Regions from separate parts of the Pan troglodytes genome. Here region 2 is linked to region 1. The links are chromatin contacts, called in public HiChIP or PLAC-seq maps. All regions are on one chromosome and are shown on one strand. The core of a region is the stretch at or near the end of the contact, and the rest is flanking DNA. Distances in the headings are between cores, read along the strand shown.

Region 1 (7,442 bases), core at 2,472-4,971:
GCCACGAAACAGAACATGACACTAGGGTGTGAGCCAAAGTGTAAAATAAACACCTGAGGTCCACACGGACCCAGCCTGAGGCTAGTTAAATGAAGGTTTTGCAGTTTTCTCGTCATGTTTTGGAACTAATCTTTGTTTCTGGTCTTGTGTCAGTTCCTACAGCTGCCACAAATTATCACAAACTTGTAGCTTGAAGCCAGAGTTCAAAATCAGTTTAATAGGGTCGAGGTATCAGCCGGGCTGTGCTCCCTCCGAGGGCTCTAGGGGAGAAACCTTCCTTGCCTCTTCTAGCTTCTTTGTCTTCTTTTTTTGTTGTTGAGACAGAGTCTTGCTCTGATGTCCAGGCCAGAGTACTATGGCGCGATCAGATCACTGAAGCCTTGAACTCCTGGGCTCAAGCAGTCCTCCTGCCTCAGCCTCCTAAGTAGCTGGGACTACAGGCATGCATCGCTATGCCTGGCTAATGTTTTCTTTTTAGAGATGGGTCTTGCTGTCTTGCTCAGGCTGGCCTTGAACTCCTGGCCTCAAGCAGTCCTCCCACTCTGAACTCCCAAAGCACTGGGATTACAGGCATGAGCCACTGGGCCTGGCCTCTTCTGGTGTGATACCCTACCTTGTTTCCACCTGAGTGACCCATCCTCTGGCAGAGAGAGAGCCGGACACACTCCATTTTAGTTTCTTCACTTGCGGCCCCCTTTCACCTTCCTCCCTGAAGGCATAGCTAGTGTAAACTGACTCAAAGCACGTCCAGGAATGCACCTACTGATAAGACATTGAGGCAAGCTGCACCAGCAGCTCCTGGGGACACGCGCGGTGGATGGCACCCCAAACCCCTGCATTTATCTCTTTGTGATAGTTTAAGCCCCTGCACCTGGAACTGTTTATTTTTTGTAACTGCATTTGTAACCAATTCATTTTTTTAACTTTTTGCCAGTTCTGCTTCCGTAAAAATTGCTTCAGCTAAAATCCCCCCTCCCCTATTTAGACCACGGTATAAAAACAAAACTAGCCCCTTCCTCAGGGCCGAGAGAATTTTGAGCGTTAGCTGCCTCTCAGTCGCGGCTAATAAAGGACTCTTTAATTTGTCTCAAAGTGTGGCGTTTCTGTATAACTCGCTTGGTCACAACACTGGCTTCTGATAGCAGCCTGTAATCCTTGGCTTGTGGGCTGCATCACTCCAGTTCCTCCCTCCATGCCACGCTGCCTTCTTTTCTGTCTCAAAGCTTCCTCTGCCTCAATTTTAAAAGGCCCTTGAGATGGCACTGAGGGCCTCCCTGGGCAATCCAGGATAATCACCCCATCTCAAGGGCATATCTGCAAACACCCCTTTCTTTTCTTTCCTTTTTTTGGGGGGAAGGGGAGACAGGATCTCACTCTGTTGCCCAGGCTGGAATGCAGTGCCCAGCATCTTCCATACGCAACAGCATTCACAGGTCCCAGGGATTAGGGCCTGATATCTGGGGCCTGCTACAGCCAGCATCTCAGAGTTCACATGACAAAGAAGAGGCCCCCCCAGTCCTCTCCAAATCTGCCCCACCCCAGTCATCTTGGGGATGAATCTCCCCTTTCCACTCTTCCCAAATGCCAGGGCCATCCTTGATTGTTCTTTTTCTCCTCCTCCCTCCACCTCCAGTCCGAGCCCATGGTCCACCCCTCTCCTCTGCAGCCCCCGTCCTCTCTCCTCACAGCACAGAATACGGACTTCACACACATAAGTCAGACGTGCCACTTCCCATCCACCCCTGCTTAAACCTCCAACAGCCACCACCCCCCATTCATTCATTCACAATGTTTATTCAGTGTCTGTATGTGCCAGCCATTGTGTAAGCGCTGAAGAGACGGATACACTGGCAGGTAAAACAGACAGAAATCCCTGCCCTCATGGACCTCCTGGGGTGATGGACAATAAGCAGGGTAAATAAGTGTATTGGTGGTCACTTACTGCAGAGTGACAGGTTACCCCAAATGCAGCTGCTTAACCAGCAGCCATGCATTATCTCCCAGTGTCAGCCAGGCAGGACTCTGGGCCTTTGACACAAAGTTTCAGGAGGCTGTCGTCAAGCTGCCGGCCGATGATGTGGTCTCATGGGAAGGCTCAGCTGGGGCGTCAGCTTCCCGGTTCCCTTGCTGGCCATGGTCATCCCCTTAGGGCTGCCTCATGTCACACCCAGCAATTCAAGAGCAATTTTGTCCTATTCTAGTTGCCAGAAGCAAGTCATTAATAAAGTCCAGCCCAAGGGGAGGGGAGTGCAGAAAAGTCTAAACCCAGGAGGGTATAACAGGGGGTTAGCTGCCAGAATAAAGCAAGCCAAAGTGTACTTTCTACAGTGAGAAGTGTGAAAAATAGGGAAATGACAGGAGAGAGGGATGTGAGAGCTGGGCAGCATGCTGAAATGTCAGAACAACACCAGGGAAGGTCTCACTAAAGTGACTTTTGAGTAAAGACCTGAAGGAAGCATGTGAGTCTGGGGAAAGGGTGTGCCAGGCAGAAACAGCAGCATGTGCAGAGGCCCAGGGGGCAGGAGCCAGGACTGGGAGTGAACTGGGAAGCAGGAGGAGGTGAGGCAGGCTTGCTGTGGGAGCACTCCGATATGGAAGCATAGCTTACAGACCCACTGGCCCTCCCCACAGCACCATGCTGCCAACCTGGCCTTCTTGCCGAGCCTTGAACAGAACCGTTATTTATGTGGCCAGGCCTCTGCCTGGGATCTCCCTGTCCCTGGTGGGAGCCATCCTCTTCCTCCTGCCCTCATAGCACCCGCTGCAGTTTCTTCTGGAACTTGGCCCTGCCTGAGAATGTGGTGTCTCTCCTATTGGATCCTAGAAGCTCCAGGGAGTCAGAGACCTTGTCTGTTGATCGATATCCAGGCCTAGGACAACAGGCACGTAGGAGGAGCTGGAGGAATACCATGCGCGGGACAGAGAGCGCAGAAGCCTTCTTCCCTGGAGATCGCTCTGTACTGTGACTTCTTTTTTTGTTTGTTTGAGACGGAGTCTCGCTCTGTTGCCCAGGCTGGAATGCAGTGGCGCGATCTCGGCTCACTGCAACTTCCACCTCCCTGGTTCAAGCAATTCCCCTGCCTCACAGGCGTGCGCCACCACACCTGGCTAATTTTTTTGTATTTTTAGTAGAGACGGGGTTTCACCATGTTGGCCAGACTGGTCTCGAACTCCTGACCTCAGGCAATCTGCCTGCCTCGGCCTCCCAAAGTGCTGGGATTACAGGCGTGAGTCACCTTGCCGGACCAACCATAACTTCTTACAATTAGAGTTAGGAAGCTTCCGGTTTGTGTGTGAAGACGATGGAAGGGCGGGGCTCCAGGATGTATCCGCAGAGCCACGGAGGGAACCTGGACTCGGCTGGACTTGGAGCCGGGGCGGGGGCGGGAGGGGGCGAGGTTCGAGTGGGGCTGCTCGCGGGCGCGAGGGCCAGAGCCCGGGATCGCGCCGTGGAGCCCACGACCGGCGAGGCCAGCGCTGGGGGCAGGGCCTCTGGATCCCTGACCCAGGACGCCCTGCTCCGGCCCGCCCCGCGCACTAAACTCGGCCTCTAGTCGCCTGAAGCCCGCGCGGGTACCGGGTCCGCGCGGCCGGGCCTGTGCCTTTAGCCCCGCCCCGAATCCCCCCACCCTCATAACCCCGCCCCTAACCCCGCCTCCATATACAGACCCCGCCCCCAACCAGACTCCGCCCCGCGCAAGCTCCCTAAGCCCCCGACTGGCCTGCACCCGGCTCCGGAAGTCGTTCTTCCGCGCAGGAGCCCTGAGCCCGCACAGCCCCGCCCCTCCCGGCGCCCAAGCCCCGCCCCGCCGGGTTCCCGCTCGCCCAGCGCCATGGATCCGCTGTCGCCGCCGCTCTGCACGCTGCCGCCGGGCCCCGAGCCGCCCCGCTTCGTGTGCTACTGCGAAGGGGAGGAAAGCGGGGAGGGGGACCGCGGCGGCTTCAACCTCTAGTGAGTGGGGGTCCGCGGGGAGGTAGGGGTGCAGGGAGCTCCGCGGGCGGCCCCGCCTGACAGGCCTTCTCCCCCAGCGTGACCGACGCCGCGGAGCTTTGGAGCACCTGCTTCACACCGGACAGCCTGGCGGCCCTCGTGGGTAACTGGGCGGGTCTGGGAGCCGCCACACCCCTCCTTGCAGTGCAGATCGTCTATGGGGTGACAGACATCTGGGATTCCCCAGAAGGCTCTGACACCCTCTGCCCGCCCTGTAGCTGTAGTCCTCACATTGGCTAGGGCTCTGGGGTCGGGCAGGTTTCGGGTGCTCCCAGTGGGCCTCGGGTTCCAGGCAGCTGGTGACAAGCCCCTGTGCTCTCTAGAAAGCCCGTTTTGGCCTGAGTGCGGCTGAGGACATCACCCCCCGGTTCAGGTGAGACCCAAGCAGGGAGGAAGGACGGGTGGGGAGGAGGAGGGTCTGCCACAGCTCTCCGCACCTCTCCTCTCCCAGGGCAGCCTGTGAGCAGCAAGCTGTGGCTCTGACTCTGCAGGAGGACAGAGCATCCCTGACGCTTTCAGGGGGGCCCTCGGCACTGGCCTTTGACCTCTCCAAGGTACCAGGCCCAGAGGCAGCCCCCAGGCTGCAGGCGCTGACACTGGGCCTGGCAAAACGCGTGTGGAGCCTGGAGCGGCGACTGGCAGGTAGGATTGGGGGTGGGCACCTCATACCTTCACTGGGGTCCCCTGCTCTTGCCCCCACTCCTGGCACTGAGTGGGGTTCCCATGGGCTTTCCTCCCCAGCTGCAGAAGAGACAGCTGTCAGCCCGAGGAAGAGCCCCCGGCCTGCAGGGCCTCAGCTCTTCTTACCAGGTAAGGCATGTCCGCCTGTGACTCAAGTAGGGCTGTGCTCTTTAACCTGGAACTCAGTTTCCCCCAAACAAGACTCACGCTCCAGAGAGAATGCCTATCTATTCGGAGAAGGTTGTGGTTGAGATGCTGCCAGGTTCAGGAGCTGCCCCTGTCCTGTTTTCCCCCAGACCCAGATCCCCAGAGAGGTGGCCCTGGACCTGGAGTCAGGAGGCGGTGTCCAGGAGAGTCGCTCATCAACCCCGGGTTCAAGAGGTACCCTCCCACAGGCCCCTTCCTGCGCCCAGGGTCCAATCCTGGACCCCACCCCTTTCTCCACACCATAGTGCCATAGTGACACCCCTCTCCCCTCCCAGTAAGAAACCAGCTGGTGGCGTGGACTTCGATGAGACCTGAAGGTGCAGCACAAGCGTGGCCCCGCGGGGAGTCCGCCTGTGAGGGGAGAGGCAGTCTTTGAGGCCCCCATCAGAGACCCCCCGCCACCACCTCCACCTGCCTGTCCTGGGCCAGGACTAAGACGGCTCCTCAAATTCCTTCCCTGTCAAATAAACAGCTCCCTTGGTTGGAGGCTCTGGTGGGGCTCTGACTCCTGGCACTGGCCTGGGAAGGGATCAGGGAACACCCCTGGGCCTGTGTTCTGGGTGTAGGGCCACAGGATGTGAACAGATGCTGCAGCCTCTCAGCTCCCTGGAGACTTCCTTGCTGGGCCGGAGGGAGGTGAGCACTCTCAGACCGTCCAGCTATTCCAGCCCTGCCAGCCCAGGAGCTGAGAGGGGCCCAGCCAGGCAGGGCCAGGGCTCCCCAAGGCTTAGAACTTTGTTCCCACCCTCCCAGGCCGCACCCAGGTAGGGCACGGAGCCCCGTGGGAGGATGCAGACAGAAGTCCCGTGCAGACCCTGAGACACTGGAAGTGCCCTGCGGGGAGGGGAGCGCCTGCCCCGGGACAGGATTGAGGAATGTGCCAGCCCCCATCCACCTGGGGCACCCCGCCCCACCCCGGCCTGACTGGTTTGGGAGCCCAATCCGGTCCTGGAGATCCCTGAGGCCACCGGTTGCAGGAGGCCTGGAGTCTGCGCCTTCTTAGCATGGAGGATGGGACCGGCCCGACCCCCGGCCCTCCTGCCTCTGTGGTTCTGGGCTATCGGGCTGAGCGTCCCACCCTGGGGTTTGGGGATGGGAAGTGATCACGAGACCTCTGGCCCCTCAGATGTCAGGACACCCTCACTCCCGACAAAGATGCCTTTATTGGGCGACAGACGCGGGGTGGGGCGCTAGCGGGGGTGCACGGCGGGCCGGTAGGCCGCCAGGATCTCGGCGCTGTGCGGACACGTGTATTTGAATTCTTTCTCCTGCAGCGCGCTGTCCAGGTAGCGGCGTACGCCGCGCAGCTCCGCGGGGATGGGCGCCTGGCGGAAGTGCGCGCACACCGTCTGCGGGCAGGATCGCGGGGCGCGGTCAGGACCTGCCGTCCCCCAGGCGCGCCGCGGTCACCCTCCCGCCCGCCCACCTTCCGTGCTCACGTCGACGATGTGCAGCTTGGGCAGGAGGCTGCAGTCGGCCAGCGTGAGCCGGTCGCCGTCCAGGAAGCGGCGGCGGGACTCGCGCAGCTGCGGCTCCCCCGCCAGCTCGTGCTCCAGGGGCGCGCGCAGGTAGCTGTCCAGCCTGGCGAGGGCGCGCAGCAGCTGCTGGTACAGGGCTAGGGGGCAGGTGGCGCGGTGAGGACCAGGCCCAGGGCGCCCTCCCGCCTGGGCACCCAACCCCCTGACCCCGCTTCACCTTCGTCCTGCGCGGGCACCGGGTTCTTGATGAACGCGGAGAACTTGTGGAAAACGTCGTTGCCGGCGGTGTTGGACTCCCTGTAACGAGGCGCCAGGCTGGGGAAGCTGCGGGATGAGGGAGTGGGACTCCATTAGACTGGGGGCAGCCCCGTCCCGGCCCCACAGTACCCCCACAGCACCTTCCTGGGCTCTGTCCTGCGCGCGTCCTCCCTGGGCCCCCCTCTTTTCCCCTCCCACCCTGCCGGGGCTCTCACTCGGGCGGCCCCAGCGTCTCCTCCAGAAAGTCCTCGATCTGCAGCGTGTCTGTCTTGGCGTCGCTGTCATAGAGCAGGATGGGCAGCTGCGAGCCGGGGGCGAAGTCCTTCAGCACGTCCGGGGACCTGCGGGCAGCAGCGGGGTGGGAGGAGGCCGGCCCACCAGTGTGCGAGGCCAGGCGGGGGTCCACAGGATGGAGCCTCACCTGCGCGTGTCCACCGTGGTGAGGGTGAAGGGTACGCCCTTGAGGAGCAGGACCATGAAGAGCCGCTGGCAGGAGGGGCAGTGACCCACGCTCTCCCCGTCCTCACTCGCCTGGGTGGGTGGAGCGGGGGGGGGGGTCAGGGCTGGGAGCAGACCCAGGCATCCTGCCACCAGGCTGGGCGGGACCCGCCTCCCACTGCCAGTGGGATTGGAGGGACGCCAGGGCTCCAGCTTGGTCGGCGCGACTTCCAAGTGCCCAGTGAGGGCCCTTGACTTGGTCCCCAGGACGTGGGGAGGGGGGCAGAGCTGCTGGGAGCCTTGAGGCCTGGGGCAGGCTTGGCCCCTGGAATCTTATCAGAGCCTGGACAGAGGCCAGGCCCCTGGGCTCAGTCCCCAAAAGCTGGTTG
Region 2 (7,442 bases), core at 2,445-4,944, 51 kb before region 1:
ACCCCGCCTGGGACACTGGCAAGAGGCCCACCTGTTGTCGGGCGACAGGCCCATGCCGATGATGTGTCCGTGTATGTCTATGACGTGGTCCAGCGCGTCGAAGAAGGCGTCGGAGCCCCGGCCCTCACCCAGCACGGGCCCTGCCGTGGTCATCTGGTGTGGCAGGATCTGCTTGATGCCTGCAGGGAGGGCTGCGGTGAGGGTCCCTGTCCAATGCCCCAGGGACATCACTCCAGGGCAGCTCCCTACCCCAATGGGGTGTCTGGGGCTGTGAGCACCACAGAGGTCCGTGGGCACTGCCTGCTCTGGGGGCCCCAAACCTGAATCAGGCCCGTCGGTTGCTTGCTGGCCAGCGGCCCTGCCTGCGTTTGTTTTCACTGCTCATCCCACAGGCCCCAGGTCTGGGCTTGTGACCCCAGGGGCGAGTGAACGATCCCAGCTTTGCCTGTGGACTTGCTTGCCGTCTGCCCCTCAGGACCCCTGCCCGGCCTCCCCCAAGCTCCTAGGACCGAGGCGGGCAGCATGGTGGCAGGGGTGTACCGATCTGGTGTGGGGAGTAGGTGAGGCAGCCAGTGGTGAAGATGAGGTACTTGCTCCTGGCGCCTGTGGCACTGCGCTCGGGTGGCTTGGTGTGCCCCTGGGCCAGCAGCTCGGCCACCTTGGTCTCTAGCACGCGCTCCGACAGCTGTGGCTGCGCCCGCCCCTCCAGCACGCGGTCCAGAAAGTGCCGCAAGCCCTCCTTGGCGTGGGCGGGGGCCGGGCCAGCCACCACCTCCTCGTTGTCGCTGCCTAGGTCAAAGATGCGGCAGGGGGACGTGGCCGGGTCGCCGGCTTCCAGCAGCAGGTCAGGGCTGTCGAAGCGGCTGCAGTCGGCCACCATCACCGTGCGGACGGTGCTGGCATTGAGGTTCTGGATCTTGAACAGCCGCTTCACCACGTTGACGTTCTCTGACTCCACGTCCTGGGGGCGGGGGCACGTGCCAGGTGGGCGCCAGGCCCCGGGGAGGGCAGCCCCGCCCCTAGCCCCGCACGCACCTGGAAGGCATTGTTGAGCCACAGCACCGAGCAGGAGGTGATATCTCCGATGCGGTGCAGGTTCCCCGAGATGAGGCTGGTCTCGGTGAGCCAACAGCCGAACACGTCGTAGGGCTTGTTCCGCACGCGGGACAGCAGCGCGAAGGAGTCTGTGGGGAGGCCGGGGCTGGACAGGCTGTCGGTGTGGGGCGGGGGCAGGGTCAACCCGCCGCCCGTGCTCACCTAGGCTGATGACAGCGATCTCGCCGGACGAGGAGTTGTGCGGCCCCAGGAACACCCCCGAGGCCAGCAGTAGCGAGTCGTCCTTGTTGAACTGGGAGAACTGGGTGTAGCTCCAGTTGTAGGGCCGCATGTCCGCGCTGTGCAGCAGCGAGATGGTCAGGTCGTTGCTCCAGATCTGTACGGCAGGGGCGGCTGTAGTGATCGCCTGGCCAGGTCACGGGGCGGGGGCCTGCTACTACACGGCCATGAGGCCCCAGCTCTGCCAGCCCTACTCAGAGGCCACCAGGGAGCAAGGACCCCTTCCAGCCACTGTCATCCACTCGGGGGGCATTGGTATAGAGCGGAGGAGCCTGCCCCTGGAGCAGGTGGCTGTGTGTGGGACCCTCTCCTCAGCACTCAGGGCCACCCTGCACCGCTCCTGATCCTCTGTGGTCCCTCCGCTGGATGCAGGGAGGCTGCTGTGTCACCTCTGGCCTGACCCACCCCCCCCACCACCACCTGGTTGGAACGCCTGGGTCCTGGGACCTCCGTGCTGCGGCAGAGCTGGGTGGGGTGTGCAGGACACCTGGCGGTCCTCACCTTCACAGTGCAGTCCTTGGAGCAGGACGCGAACTGGTACCCGGAATGGGAGAAGCTGAGGTGCAGGACCTGGTCTGTGTGTTCCCGCAGCGTCTGCACCTCCACGCAGGGCACCGTGTCATACAGCCGCTGGAACTCCTCGTACCAGGACATGGCCGCTGCGGGTGGGCAGTTGTCAGTCCTGGGCCCGGGCCTTCCTCCTCGCAGTTACGGCCATGAGCTGAGTGTGGCCCCAGCAGTCCTGGCAGGCCCCGTGGTGCCCCTGGAACCCACTAGTCATGGCATAGGCCTCGGCTGGGGGATTCAACCCTGTAGCTCACAGAGACCCCTGTACCCCCCACCCCCCAAGTGACCTAGTGAACCCTCTGGCCTCCAAGCTCTGAGGGGCGCCTGTGCTGTGTCCGGACAGGCCTCCATCAGGGTGTGAGGGTGTGAGCATGCACACTCGGGGCCGCGGGGCGGGTCCCCAGCCAGGCTGACCCCCAAGCGCAGGGGCCCGGGGCCCTGGCTGCAGAACGTGGGTAGGCGCCCCACACGCCACTGACCTGGGTGTCGGGGCACGTCGCGGGCCACCTGGTAGTAGCGGTAGAACTGCTCCCTCCACAGGAACTCGTCCCGCGACACGGCCTGCCATTGGCGGCACACCAGCCCGGCGGCCAGCACGTCGGCCGGGCCCAGGCTCAGGAAGATCTGGTAGACCAGGCTGTCGGGGAGCAGGGGCGTGCCGCCCTCGTCCATCGTGACATTCTGCCCAGGCGGCCCTGAAACCCACCAACGGCTGCCCTCAGCCCAGGCCCGGGAAGGGAGGCCGAGAGCAGGCGTCCTGTTCCTCCAGCCCCAACCGTCCCGCCGGGAGTTCCACGGGGCTGCGTGTCTGCAGGGGACGCCCGGGCACCGCCGCCCAACCAAGGACCCGGCAGCTCCGGGCGGGCCGGGCCGGCCCCTCTCCGCCGCGTCATCCCCCGGCCTCCTGCGGCCGGCAGCGGGCGCCCCTCAGCCCGCCAGGGCCCGGACCGCCGCACGCGAAGCACGGGGACACCAGGCGCCGTCCGGGGACGGGCTTCCACCGAGAGGAAGCTCGGGGCGGCCAGGCAGTGGCCTCCGCCCTGCGGCCCTGGAGAAGCTCTGCCCGGCGGGCTCGGGGCGGACGGCGGGGACGAGCGCACGGGCGGCCTCGGGGCTCCTGCACTCGCCCAAGGCGGGCGGGGCCGACGAGGCGGGACCCCCGAGGGCCGCAGGCGCACTCACCACGGCCGCCTCCGCCCGCTGCGCCGCCCCCGCCCTGCGCGACCCGGACCCGCTTCCGCTGCAGCAGCCGCTCGGACCGCCGCCCCCGCCCAACGGGGAGCCCGCCAGGCTCGACGCCACGAGCCCCGAGGCATCGATGGCCGAGGAAGGCAGAGCGCGCGGGTAGCCCGCATCCGCCCCTCGTGCGCCTGCGCCTTGGGCTCCGGCGGCCTGGCCGGCTTTTCTTTGTGCGCCTGCGCGCACTCGGGCGCGTTAGAAACAGCGCCCCTTGTGGCCAGCGGGCGGCGGTCGTGGGCGGGGTTGCAGGCGAGGCTCAACGACCGCTGGTTCGGGACCCGCCTCCGGCGCTCCCTGTTGCCGGGCCCTGAGCAAGTGGCTTCGTGAACCCCGTGACGTTGGCCATGGAGATAAGACCACTGGGTGATGGTTTAAGGAAGATAACGTGTAAAGGGCTAAGGACTGTCAGTGGAAATCAGGGGTGCAGGAGAAATGGATAAACAGCCAGAGGTCAACTCGGACTTTGTACGTGGGACATGGTGCCAGGGCCCTGCCAGGAAGTGCAGATCGAAGCTAGGCTCACGAGGAGGCTGGAGGTGGGGGGTGGGGCTGGCCCAGGGCTGGGGTTGGGGAGGCAACGGATGGACATGGACTTCCTGGGCTGGGCTCTGTGACAGCAGAGTAGACTCTGTCCTGGGACTTGGTGGTGCTACCCTTGGCCTCCCACAGTCCTGCCACCCTGCCGCCGCCACCATGCTGCCCCCTGGGACTGTGACCCTCTTGACTCTGCTCCTGGCAGCTGGCTCGCTGGGCCAGAGGCCTCAGAGGCCACGCCGGCCCGCATCCCCCATCAGCACCATCCAGCCCAAGGCCAATTTTGATGCTCAGCAGGTAGAAGTTGTGGGGGGTAGAGGGAGGAACGTGAAGTTTTTGGGCCGGGGGAGGAGGGTAGAGGGAGGCAGGTAGAAGTTGTGTGTCAGGGGGGAGAGGGTGAAGTTGTGGGAGGGGTAGAGGGAGACAGGTAGAAGTTGTTGGGGGGGGAGAGGGAAGCAGGTGAAGTTGTGGGGGGTGTAGAGGGAAGCAGGTGAGGGGCCCTCCCACAGTGCCCTCGAGTTCTCCCATGGTCTGCCCCCAGTTTGCAGGGACCTGGCTCCTTGTGGCTGTGGGCTCCGCTTGCCGTTTCCTGCAGGAGCAGGGCCACCGGGCCGAGGCCACCACACTGCATGTGGCTCCCCAGGGCACAGCCATGGCTGTCAGTACCTTCCGAAAGCTGTGAGTCCCAGAGCAGCCCTGCACCCTAACCCCAACCCTCCTCTCAGCCCCCAGACTTCAGCCCTGCTCTGGCCCCTGACCCCACCCCGGCTGTGGCCTGGACTACGATTCCTGGATGGGGTCTCCCAGCCTGTGGTGCCTCCTCCCCGCCCCCCCAGGGATGGGATCTGCTGGCAGGTGCGCCAGCTCTATGGAGACACAGGGGTCCTCGGCCGCTTCCTGCTTCAAGGTGAGGCAGGGGCTGCAGGGCATGTGGGTGGGGGATGACGCAGCCACTGTGGCTCTCTGACGTGGCTACCGTGGCTCTGCCCCAGCCCGAGGCGCCCGAGGGGCTGTGCACGTGGTTGTCGCTGAGACCGACTACCAGAGTTTCGCTGTCCTGTACCTGGAGCGGGCGGGGCAGCTGTCAGTGAAGCTCTACGGTATGTGGGGGCCAGCCTCTGTGACCAGGCAGGCGCTCAAGCTCTGCACACTCACTGGGCCACCCCGAGGGGCTGGGTGAGCCCATGGGGACACACTTCCTTTCTCCCATCCTGACCCTCCTGCTAAGCAGGGGCCCAGGGAGTAGTGACAGACAGGCCTGGTGTGGGAGCAGGGAGAGGGCCCCGAGGGGGCGGGGGACACACAGACCCCGTTCCCAGAGCCCTCCACGCCGCCTGGTGCCAGGACCCCAGGAACCCTGTCTGCCCTGCAGCCCGCTCGCTCCCTGTGAGCGACTCGGTCCTGAGTGGGTTTGAGCAGCGGGTCCAGGAGGCCCACCTGACTGAGGACCAGATCTTCTACTTCCCCAAGTACGGTGAGTGTCCCCAGCAGGTCCCCAGCTCAGCCACCCCCACTCTCTGGGCTGATGTCCAGCCTGACCCCTGCCTTGGGCCCCCAGGCTTCTGCGAGGCTGCAGACCAGTTCCACGTCCTGGACGGTGAGTGCACAGCGGGGCAAGCATGGCGGCGTGGTGAGGGGGGCCACTGCCACCGGCTGAGTCTCGTCTCCGCTGCAGAAGTGAGGAGGTGAGGCCGGCGTGGTGAGGGGGGCCACTGCCACCGGCTGAGTCTCATCCCTGCTGCAGAAGTGAGGAGGTGAGGCCGGCACACAGCTCCAGTGCTGAGAAGTCAGTGCCCCGAGAGACGACCCCACCAGTGGGGTGCCCGCTGCCCGTCCTCTGTGAAACCAGCCTCAGATCAGGGCCCTGCCACCCGGGGCAGGGGATCTTCTGCTGGCTGCCCCAGAGGACAGTGGGTGGAGTGGTACCTACTTATTAAATGTCTCAGACCCCTCTCTGACTCTTCTGTCCACTCTGGACCGGCGCCAGTACCACCAAGGCCCTCTCTGCCCCCACCCCGCCTCTTTAAAAGCCTGGCGCTCCCTGTTGGCTGGAGTCCACGCAGTGGGCACTGGGCCGATTTCAGCGGCTCTTGGGATTTGGGAGGGGAGATCCTCTCTGGCATATGCCCATCTTGTGCCCTGCTGGGACCTGGGGGCGTCCAGCCTCACTCCAAGGCTGCTCTTGCCTGGGCCATTGTCCTGCAGCCCCCGGGCTGCTCCTCCGCCCCCATGGGAGGCCAGCTGTCTCCCGTCACTGCCCATTTTGGCCTCTTCCGAGCCGAGCTGGCACCAGCTGGCCCGTGTTGGTGGCAGCAGTTGGTGCTGTCCACCCACAGCCACTGCACTCTCTGCACACCTCATCCACTACCACGTCCCCCGTGAAACCAGGAAGCAGAAGAGAATGTGGGGGTGGGCCAGCTCTGCCCTCGGGGCAGCCCCTGGGCTAGGGCCGGAGAATATCAGGAACCCGGCATGGCTTGGCCATGCTGGGCCTGGACCTGGCCGCTAAGCTGCTCCTCTCAGGCCCTGCCTGCGGCCACTGGCATTTGTTTGATAAGCATTTCTGAAGGCCCACTGTGTGCTGGGCCCTGGGACCACCAGGTGGGCTGGTCCCTCCCCCTAGGAACTTACAAGTCCGGGGATCAGCCACCAATCAGCCACAGTGGGCAGGGATGGGAGGAGAAGGCACCTTGGAGTTGGTCCCAAAGCACACGGCCTGGGTGGGGGCAGGGAGGAGCCAGCAGCTGCTCCAGGGGGTCCCCATCCCACGGGCAGGGCTCCCCCTGCTGTGCCCACCTGTTCACTAAGCTGCTAGACCCCAGGAGGGCAGGCAAGTCAGGTGGTGGGAAGGGGAGGCAGGGGCCCTGACTGCCGGGACCTGGGAAGGAGAAGGGCCCAGGAGGTCGTACCCTTGCATCGCCTTCCCCCACTCCAGCTCCATGTCCCAGAGACCCATGAGATAGCAGGGCGCAACAGAAGGGCTCAGGGTTCAGAGCTGGCAACGCCGGGAAGACTCTAGGCCTGAGCCCCAGGAAAGCCTCCTCCATGCCTGGCCCCACATCCCCCAAACAGAAAGTGAGGGTCTCATCTGGGGGCAGGAGGAGTCGGGTAGCTGGCCACGGTCACAAGCTTCAGGGAGGGCTGAATGTCCGAGGGGTGGCGCCAGAGACCCACCCGATGACCTTGGGTGCTGTGGTTGGTGGCAGAGTGGCCCAGCCTGACCCTCCACGCCTCTGACTGCAGGGCTGGGTGGGTTCCCGCACTGAGTGAAGTGCGTGGCCACTTGGCTGTGTGCTCTGGGACCAGAGGATGTGCAGCGCAAGGATTACAAAGCATTTCATTTTCACAGACGCATTGAATGAGCTCTAGTTAAATTTCAAACACTACATAAAATCACGATAGCTCTGTGTGAATCATTGTTCTTTAAAATAGTTTGCATAATTTGGCTGGGCGTGGTGGCTCACGCCTATAATCCCAGCACTTTGGGAGGCTGAGGCGGGTGGATCACTTGAGGCCAGGAGTTCAAGACCAGCCTGTCCAACATGGTGAAACCTTGTCTCTACTAAAAATACAAAAATTAGCTGGTCATGGTGGCAGGCGCCTGTAATCCCAGCTACTCCAGAGGCTGAGGCAGGAGAATTGCTTGAACCCAGGAGGCAGAGGTTGTGGTGACCCGGGATCATGCCACTGCCTCCAGTCTGGGCGACAGTGAGACTCTGTCTCAAAAAAAAAAAAAAAAAAAAAAAAATCTATGGAAATGGCCGGGC

The links. HiChIP or PLAC-seq counts read pairs in DNA pulled down with a chosen protein or histone mark.
Region 2: an H3K4me3 HiChIP or PLAC-seq map of stem cell-derived excitatory neurons shows a contact between it and region 1, with 2.9 times the contacts expected there. The contact joins the promoter of C8G here to the promoter of PAXX in region 1.

The regions. Positions count from the first base shown.
Region 1 is chr11:1,457,144-1,464,585 of NHGRI_mPanTro3-v2.0_pri, reverse strand. It overlaps PAXX (PAXX non-homologous end joining factor), which reads left to right and starts at 3,721. Exons shown (of 7, transcript XM_016962207.4): 1 at 3,721-3,952; 2 at 4,030-4,090; 3 at 4,315-4,364; 4 at 4,443-4,633; 5 at 4,733-4,801; 6 at 4,969-5,053; 7 at 5,155-5,365. The coding sequence starts at 3,834. The coding sequence ends at 5,194. CLIC3 (chloride intracellular channel 3) reads right to left here. Exons shown (of 6, transcript XM_520422.9): 2 at 7,037-7,146; 3 at 6,831-6,956; 4 at 6,575-6,681; 5 at 6,319-6,494; 6 at 6,024-6,228. The coding sequence ends at 6,070.
Region 2 is chr11:1,508,531-1,515,972 of NHGRI_mPanTro3-v2.0_pri, reverse strand. C8G (complement C8 gamma chain) reads left to right here and starts at 3,694. Exons shown (of 7, transcript XM_016962201.3): 1 at 3,694-3,972; 2 at 4,217-4,353; 3 at 4,512-4,582; 4 at 4,668-4,775; 5 at 5,048-5,149; 6 at 5,234-5,272; 7 at 5,351-5,626. The coding sequence starts at 3,835. The coding sequence ends at 5,364. It overlaps FBXW5 (F-box and WD repeat domain containing 5), which reads right to left and starts at 3,229. Exons shown (of 9, transcript XM_016962200.3): 1 at 3,085-3,229; 2 at 2,382-2,597; 3 at 1,837-1,994; 4 at 1,258-1,432; 5 at 1,036-1,184; 6 at 541-961; 7 at 32-179. The coding sequence starts at 2,574.